2 separate regions of the Mus musculus genome follow, and region 1 is linked to region 2. A link is a contact called in public Micro-C data. All regions are on one chromosome and are shown on one strand. The core of a region is the stretch at or near the end of the contact, and the rest is flanking DNA. Distances in the headings are between cores, read along the strand shown.

Region 1 (4,631 bases), core at 1,334-3,833, 120 kb before region 2:
GTTTTCTCTCCTTATGTTGAACACTCTGTGGTGGGTAAATGGCTGTGGTAACAACCTGCCCTTTTTAGCTCTACACTTACTGAGCCAATCCTCAAGTTCTCTGAGTACTTTGTGCCCCACCTCTCCATCTGCTGAATAAAAACTTTGCAGGGGGCTGGAGAGATGGAGCCCTGGTTCGGAGCACAGACTGACTGTTGTAGAACATCTGAATTCAATTCCTAGCACCCACATGGCAGTAACAATGGTCTCCAACTCCAGGGCCAGGACAATCCATGCCCTTTTCTGGCCTCTTCTGGTAATGCACATGGGGAGCATATATATATATATATACACACACATATATATATATATATATGCCTATTAGCTTATATATATGTGTGTGTATTTGCCTATTAGCATATATATATATGCATATACATATATATACATATTTATACATATATATATATATGCTAAAAAAGGTTTTTAAACCATCTGCAGGCAGGGCTCTGAACTCCGTGCCTCCCAATCTGTAACAATGGGGATATATTCCTCATCTTTAACAAAACCAACATCCCTGCCACCCCGGGCTGCTGCTTGGCCTCTATCCATGAGTAAAACTCTGTTCAAGAAGGACGTTGGTGTCGTACTTCAGAGTTTCCCACACCAGCCCAGTAGTAAGCTGCCGCCTCTTCGGGGCCCATCGACTTCCTGGAAATACTTCATGTGTCCTGCATCTGATATGCCGACACAGTGTAAACGCCACAGTAAGTACTTTAAAAGAGTTTTGAATTGAATAGTTTTCAGACCTTTCAGGACAACATGAGTGAGACAATGTAAGATGGAATCCAATCGTGAAGTGCAGTGACTTACACATCCCTCAGTACAAATTACCTGACCTAGGACTGCTAAAGGGTCACGTGACTCTGCCTCAAATCCCCTATCTGACAAGTCAGGTGGCGGCTCACTATGTAGCCCTGGCTGGCTTGGAAAGCCATGTAGACAAGGCTGGACTTGAACTCAGCAATCTGCCTTCCTCAGCCTCTCCAAGGGATTCAAGGTGTGTGCCGCCGCCAGCACCACCGCCAGCACCACGCCCAGCTAGCTCATAGGATTTCTATAATAATCCTAGAAAACAGTACAAAGTTAGTGGGTGAATTTTATCAATATCCCCACTCTGACAGTTCTTTCCCTAATCACTCTGAGGCTTGAATTAAACATGCTGTGTCTGATTCACCATGAAGAGAAGTCTGAGGCACAGCCTGAGCTCCTAGCACTGTCGCCATCAAAGCTTCGCACACTCCTCACTGCGGCTCAGATCAAACACTGCAGCTCTGAAGCCTATGGACCTCCCTTCCTTCCCCTCCCCTCCCCTCCCCTCCCCTCCCCTCCCCTCCCCTCCCCCTGTCATCATGGCACGTGGAGACGCTGAGTTTGGTACTGACTGGGTCAGCTGTCCTCTTTCTACTGAGATTTTTGTTTTTAGAGAGGTCAAGCACTAATGCAGCATGGTAGGGATTCAGGACACTGCACATGAAGCGCAAAGCCAAGTGTCTGTCACAACAGCACTGTCCCTCCAGTGGAGGACAGCACAGTCGTGCCCACGTACCTGCCCACGGCTGGGCCCATCGTGCAGATTCCCTGAAGCTCACTTCTGCCCTCTTATCCCAGTGGTTCTGTGGTCCTCCTCTCCTTTAAGCGTCTAATGTGTTTTTATCTCTGCGAGGAAGGAGAGGCCCTAGGCCCTGTGCATCTGCCCAGAGTATCCACACTGAATCCTGCCTAGCAGGTGCTCTCTCAACCCACAGCGATGGTCATCCCGGAGAAGTGTCTCTATGGACAGAGGGCTCAGACGGTAACCTGCTAGGCCACATACCCTTTCCTCTTTGCTGGCGTCTTCACCAAGGCCTCTGAGGACGTTCTCCACGCGGGCCAGGCGTCCAGACAGGGACAGCAGCAGGTTGACCACCTTGTCCAGGTCCCCTATGAACATCTTGTACTTGTCAAACTCGTTGGGTTTGCAGAGCTCACTGATCAGAGCCTCCACCTCCTCTCCCAGGGCATTGTTCAGCTTGATGTCCGTGAGCAGGCTCCCCTTGGCTTCCTGGAGGCTCTCCAGCTTGTGGGTAAGGCTTCCGATAAGCTCAGCCTAGAATGGTGAGAGACACAGAGCCAAGCTGAGCCAGGGCTGCTGCTGGAATGTGGATGGGCACTCCCGGCCCCGCCCTTGCCGTCAAGGTTCAGCTAAAAGCTCTTCAGCTCTGTGGGGACTGATGACTCAAATCAGAACTTTTTTTTTCTTTTTCCTTTGCCTTTCCCTGAATGTCTACAACTGCCATTCTTTGAGCCTATTCAGAGTTCCCCAGCCCACACCTGATTATACACGCACTAGTCATATTCCTCACTGTGTAATGCTGCATACAGTTCTGCCTTTCCAACTGGTTTGTTAACTTCTCATTCAATGTCCTTTCTTTCTTACTAGGCACAATACCACGAGCAAGAAAGGAGGGGCGGGGTGAACATCCTCGGCTACAAACGAGCAGCCACGGAACCGGAGTGAAGGGCCTCCAGCACCCACGGTCTGAGAGCTGAGCTGGATAGCTGGCCTTGGGCAGTTACTATGAGCTACAGGTTCTGCCTCATCTAGTCCTCCGCATACAGCGGGGAGGGTGAGACTTGGGGATGCGCCCACCTCAGGCCCATGCATCACCAGATGGGCTCTCACATGACCATTACACACACTGATGGTGACACTGTATCAGAAAGCCACTCAGCTTTGCCTTTTAACTAAATCTGGACCTGCTTGCCACAACTATGTAACGTAAGCCTCTAACTACTAATTTCTGAAGAGAAGCTCTGGCTTAAACAGTGACATCCTGTTGTCAGTTCAACTTTCCAGATCTCCGTGGCTACAGGCAGCTTAACTGACACAAACCTCACTTCTAAGGGAAAAGCTGTAAGGTGTCTAAGCATTTCCTCAACAGAAGACTCGGCCCACGGTAACATGAGTGGGAGGGAAAAAGTAATTAGGGTTAATTATGCTATTACCCTCCCCCCCAAAAGCATCCTCCGCTGGCAGCCATCACTGTGGGACAGCGCAGCAGACTTCAGTAACAAGCTGCCCACTAGCACAGAGCTTGGATAAGTTTGTGCCTATGAAGAGACAAGCTGAAGGCAACACGGGTGGGAAACAGCAGACACTGCCAGGTCAGGTCAGGTCGCCCAGTCAGCCCTGGTCTTTTTTAACCTTGCAGGTACAGCTGCCAGGCTGGGCACTCAAAGTATTAGCAGAGAGTACTCTTCTCAGCCAGGCATGTTGGTGAGCTCCTGCAGTCCTGGCACTTAAGGATGGCTGTGAGTTCAAGGCCAAGGCCTGGAACACAGTGAGTTCCAGGGGAGCTGTGGCTATACAGCAAGACCTTGCTCAGGTCTGACCCAGGGTGGGCAACCTGGCCCAGTAGGTGGGGGTGCTTGTATAAGCCTTACTAATACCCAGGTCCCCCGTTCTTCTGCTAGTCTGCTGGAGTCAGCTTGCTGGCTCTCAGGCCCTAAGCAGTGCGCATGCTGGGAGGTAGGCAGCTTGGTGCATGGGACTCATATGGCACTCTGAGGCCAGAGTCCACGTCCAGTCAGCTGGGTCTTTCTATCCAGACCCAGCTCTGGTGTTTGACGGCGTGGACACTGGGCAGAGCCACACAAACACAGCACAGAAGCCTGGGCACATTCTGTACATTACAGTAAGGCAGTGCAGAGACTGGGCAGGCACCCAGTCGGCCCTGCCTCACCGTTAGGTATGTGGATGCAATGCCTGCCAGCTTTTGATCACCAGGTCTTTAACTATGGAGACCTGGGCTGAGACTATAGTGAAGAGGTTCTGAGCAACCGCAGGCATCAGGGGGAAGCCAGCAGTGCTGCCAACATTTCTGTGCCAGGATGATCCTTTTTAAAAAATAACAAAATCCAACTTTAACAGAACTCATTTAGGGCAGGAGAAGGGAATAATATTTAAATTTTCTTTATCATTTATACATGTAACGGCTTGTATGTATGTACACCACGTGTGTGTATATAGATGCCTTTGAAACCAGAAGAGAGAGTCTGATTCCCCAAGAGCTGGAGTTACAGGAGCTGTGAGCCACTCAGTATGGTTGCAGGGAATCCTCTGCAGGAGCAGCAAGTGCTCTTAACGGCAGCCATCTCCTCGGCCCATGAAAGAGAGAATTTTAATACTATACTAGTCTCTCCCGGGAGCTACGGAACTTGTAGGCCACTGACATTCACCCACTTAGCTTCACATCTGACAAACTGCTAACCCAGGCTGTGTGAGATGCTATTTATGTGCGTTCTTTTTCTAAACATAGTTCAACACACCATCTGCACAGGAAACATCCTGCCGGGTCTTCTCCCTCAGCAGCAGAGGAGCACAGACTCCGAGTCGGAGACCAGCTCTGACTTGATCACTGCCAGGAGGCCACTTCACCTGTGCCATCAGCAAGAGGACAGCTCCACCTGCCTCGATGAGATCATGTCTTATTGATCCCATGCTCTGTGGCAGGCAGAAGCAGCGTCTCACTACTCAATCACGGCTCCGACAGCCCGACAACACAGGTATCGTCCCAGCCTCACTGAGAAGCACAGTGAGGGTATGGGAC
Region 2 (4,077 bases), core at 292-2,791:
AAACCAGAGTACCTTCCTTGGCTTTTCTGGGGTTGGCTGAGAAGCCAGGAAGCAATTTTGTAAACTGTGCCAGGCCCTGGCAGACAGGCTGGCTCTGTAAGGTAGTGTTTCCAGTTAGACCCTGCACTCTCTGAACTTAGAGGCTGATTGTGATCCAAGTACCATCAGACATTCGAAACAAGCAGTCTTCAGGGGCTTTCTTGCTTTGCTGTCCACGGACTTGATATAACCTGAGATCTTTGGGGTGGGGGGTGGAGAAGGGAGAAGCAAGAAGAAATTAACACCCCCCCCCCAAAAAAAAGAACCAACTATCTCAAACATAAGCATCATAAATTAAACCAAAAGCACAAACTAGGTGCTATATGGGCCCTTTGCCCTAAAATAAACAAATATATCACTGAGACAGCAAACAGAGGGGAGTTAAAGTCTATGCCTAATGTGTTCTTGAAGTTTCTTTCAAAGTGCAAGCACCATGAGAGGCTTTCAGAACCCCTCGAACTACGGACTGCGGAACTGCGGACTGCGGACTTCCTGGCGGCAGGAAGCTACTGGAAGTCGTTTTGCTTAGAGAGATAAGATCACTCCGGCCTTCCCCAGTAGCTTTGGTGGCTAATGGCCCTTCTCTAGACTCTCAAAACCACAAACTTTATGTAGGTTCTTTGAGTAGAAGGTCTGAAATTGAGCAGGAAAAAAACCAAACCAAACCAAACCAAAACAAAAACTTGGTGGTTTTAGCCATCACCATCAGCAACTGAGACAAAGACAGGAAGGGAACAATAAGGATGCTCATGGCAATCGTATTATTTCTTTACAAATATCATTACCTTCTATTTTACCTTCACGTACACTGGGTGAGTTCACTTTACCCGATCAATGGAAAAACATGCCTTCCAGATCTCTTTGTCTCTCTTTTTCTATATCTCTGTCTGTCCATCTGTTTGTCTGTCTGTCTATCCATCTGTCTCTCTGCCTGTCTGTCTCTGTCTCTTTCTTTCCCTGTGTCTTTGTCTATCTCTCTCTCTTTCTGTCTGTCTGTCTTTCTCTCTCTGCCTGTCTATCTCTGTCTCTTTCCCTGTGTATCTTTGTCTGTCTGTCTCTTTCTGTGTCTCTCTGTCTCTTTCCCTGTGTCTTTGCCATCTGTCTCTGTCTGTCTGTCTTTCTCTCTCTCTCATTCTCCCCCAAATCAAATTATCAAATTCTCTCAAAGATAATAAATTTTTGCTTCCAAAAAGGTTTCTGGAAAGTGAGAGCCTTTTTTTATCTGCCTATGAGAAATGGAATTAACAGAAAACCAAACAGAAACTCCGGTAAGAAGTCTATGGTGAATGGTTAAATATTTACAACATAAGAAGCAGTCCATCTGAAAACAAACGGACAAGTGCCTGGCTCCGTTCCCCATCTCAGGAATCAAGAATGTTCCCTTGCTGAGAGCTGCCATTTTGTTGACATTCAAGTAAAAGATTTGGCTCCAGGGAGATGTGGGAGTGAGCCCAGTCTGGGGAACCATTATCATAACAGATGAGCTCATTCCACACAGCTACGCCCAAGGGAAGGAAGACCAAACTCACAAAGAGGCTCTAGGAAAGAAATGCTTTCCCAGCTCAGCTCTGGGTTCCATCTGCCCAATGGATGCCCTCACCAACAGAGCCCACCCCCAAACCATCACATTACCAAACACGATGACCAGGTCACCAAACAATTCCACAAGTCACTGGGGTATTAAACATGCTGCATGAGCCTTCGTAGTGATCAAACACCTTTTACTGGGTTTGCTGTTGTTTGGGTTTGGTTTTTTGGTTGTTTTAGGTGCTGGGGGTTGATTTCCATGTTAGGTATATTCAGTCTCTGAACCATATCCTCTACTTCCTCTTGTACTTTAAAGCCCACTGCATCTATCCTGTCTTCTCCATCCTGCCCTCATCCAGTTTCCTGTCTCTCTCCCAAAATGATCACATCATTGGTTTCTTGAGATAGTCTCTAGCCTTATCATGCATTCTTCAACAGTGTGAATTCTGATGTTCCTACCAAAGTCCCATTTTTATACCAAACTCCTGTTTTTATACTTCTTTATGATCATGGGGTTATTTGGTAACTTTGAAGATTTTAGGAATAAACAAATGTTTGTTTACAACTTTCATCGTGATGTGAGGAGGTTTGGTCAATGGCTTTACCGAACCTCTCTGTGGGAAGTGTGTAACCTTGAGACTAGATGGGTTGACAGAAAGAAACCTCACAGCCCGGGTCCAAGGACCAGGCACAGGCATGTAGCACCATGCTCAGGGTTAGAAAACTCAACAAAATAAATGATTTTTCAAATATGATACAGAGAGCAGGCCACGGAAGTACACGCCTGGAATCCAGGCCAGGAGGCTGAGGTAAGAGGATTGCAAATTTAAGGCTAGAGAAGTCTGGGTAAGTTAGTGAGACCCTGTTTGAAGTGATAACACTCGGGGAGGTGAGGGGTGAGGGAGGGTGCATAGCTCAGGAAAGCCTGCTTGCCACTCACACGGCTTTAGGTCTGATCCCTTTTATGGCAAAAACAAATGATACAAAACTATGTAGGTCAGAAAGTTAAATTAAGACCTGTTCCCGGTGTCTGTAGAAACAAAGGACAATTCTTTAAAAATGACTCTTGTTTAAGAAAGGGTGTCACTAAACAAAGGCTAAAAAGATGATTACTAAATGCGATACTTGGCCTGGGACTCAATTCTGTCTGTACTAGGAGGAGGTGGAAGAGGAGGAGGAGGAAGAGGAGGAGGAAGAGGAGGAGGAGGAAGAGGAGGGGAACTTATTATAAGCAATATTATTAGATAACCTGATAAAAATTAATTCAGACAACAGAGGAGACATTAACTATCATTTTAATGTTCATGTTACTAGTGGCAGGGCTGGAGAAATGGCTCAGTGATCACAAACACTTGCTTCTATTCCAGAGGATCCAAGTTTAATTCTCAGCACCCAATTGTCTGTAATTAAAGTTTTAGGGGACCCAAAGACCTCTCCTGTCCTCCATGAGCCCCAAGCATGAACAAGGTGCGCATATATACATGCAGGCAGAACACTCATACACAGAAAATTTTAAAAAATAATAAATTTTAAGTTACTAGTTGTTAATTTTGCTGAGACTATGAAAGAAGCCATCTGTATTGACAGGAAATATCCATGGGAAGGATTAGCTGTAAATGGGCCACTGCCAATATCAAATCTTAGGATAAGAATTCCTGGGCTTAAATAACATCAGCTCCTACTTAATGTTCACTTATCTAAAACTGAACAGAGTACACTTTGATCATGTCACCTCACCAGAAGTCCAAATGCCAGACTATAAATGTGAACCACCTCCATGTTCTATAGAGTGATCCCATTCAACTAGTGTGGTCGCTGCCCCAAGGACAGATACCCCCTTTTCCCTGGACCTGCCATCAACACGATGCCTAGGTCAGTAGGAGATGCACCATGGCCACTCCTGCTGGCTTCTCCTCTGGACCCCAGTGAAGGGCTCACACTCAGTCACTTCTGCAAGTCTTTGTCGTGAAGCAGCTGCTAAGCAGCAGAATGACTTACTTCCAGCTTCAAGCAGGACCGTAAACACCACGACAGGTGGAGAGTCCTGAAGCTCTGTTCTGCCAGAAGGTCCTTCAGCACAGCACAAGGCTGGCCTAGATTGTTCGCTTAACATCAGAACTGGCCATTCCCAGCCCCCCCCTGTCAGGCATCTTTCCTGTTGATCCCCAGGAAGACTACAAGGCAGTCAGAACTGAAGGTCACAGCACAATGAGACTTGACAGCTAAGGTCCCAAAGGCTTCAGCTGTGCCTTTGGTGGAAGGCAGTGCTTACAATAGGAAGCGAGTAAGGGGACTCCAGCCCAGGACTAAGACCCAGCCTGGGCAACATAGTAATAGCATCTAGAAAAAGGTATGTGTGTTAGGGGGCTGGAATGTAGTGATGGCACACACCTTTAAACCCAGCACTCAGGAGGCAGAGGGAGGCAGATCTCTGAGTTCAAGGCTAACCTGGTCTTCATAACAAGTTCCAGGCCAGTCAGAGCTACATAGTAAGACTTTGTTTAAAAAAAA

What was found. A called contact is a pair of places that touch in the nucleus more often than the background predicts.
Region 1: a contact with region 2 is called in a Micro-C map of embryonic stem cells, with 1.9 times the contacts expected there. The contact joins two enhancer-like sites. A contact is called at or near these places in 1 of 15 datasets of contacts at CTCF or cohesin (embryonic stem cells), 20 of 484 Hi-C or Micro-C datasets (the G1E-ER4 cell line, embryonic fibroblasts, embryonic stem cells and 6 more), 4 of 115 datasets of contacts at active chromatin or transcription factors (embryonic stem cells and heart atrium) and 3 of 9 other capture datasets (adipose tissue, embryonic stem cells and pancreatic islet).

The regions. Positions count from the first base shown.
Region 1 is chr5:92,959,588-92,964,218 of GRCm38.p6, reverse strand. It overlaps Shroom3 (shroom family member 3), which reads right to left. Exons shown (of 11, transcript NM_015756.2): 10 at 1,856-2,128. Among named protein-coding and RNA genes, the nearest start is that of Gm36764, 47 kb to the left of the region's middle. Within about 2 kb of position 2,583, at least 93 of the 459 cell types and tissues checked have an H3K27ac peak or open chromatin away from gene starts, as enhancers often do. A contact at or near this core is called in embryonic stem cells, heart atrium and uterus, where this site is marked.
Region 2 is chr5:92,839,080-92,843,156 of GRCm38.p6, reverse strand. All of the region lies in intron 2 of Shroom3 (shroom family member 3), which reads right to left. Among named protein-coding and RNA genes, the nearest start is that of Mir1961, 53 kb to the right of the region's middle. Within about 2 kb of position 1,541, at least 44 of the 459 cell types and tissues checked have an H3K27ac peak or open chromatin away from gene starts, as enhancers often do. A contact at or near this core is called in embryonic stem cells, heart atrium and uterus, where this site is marked.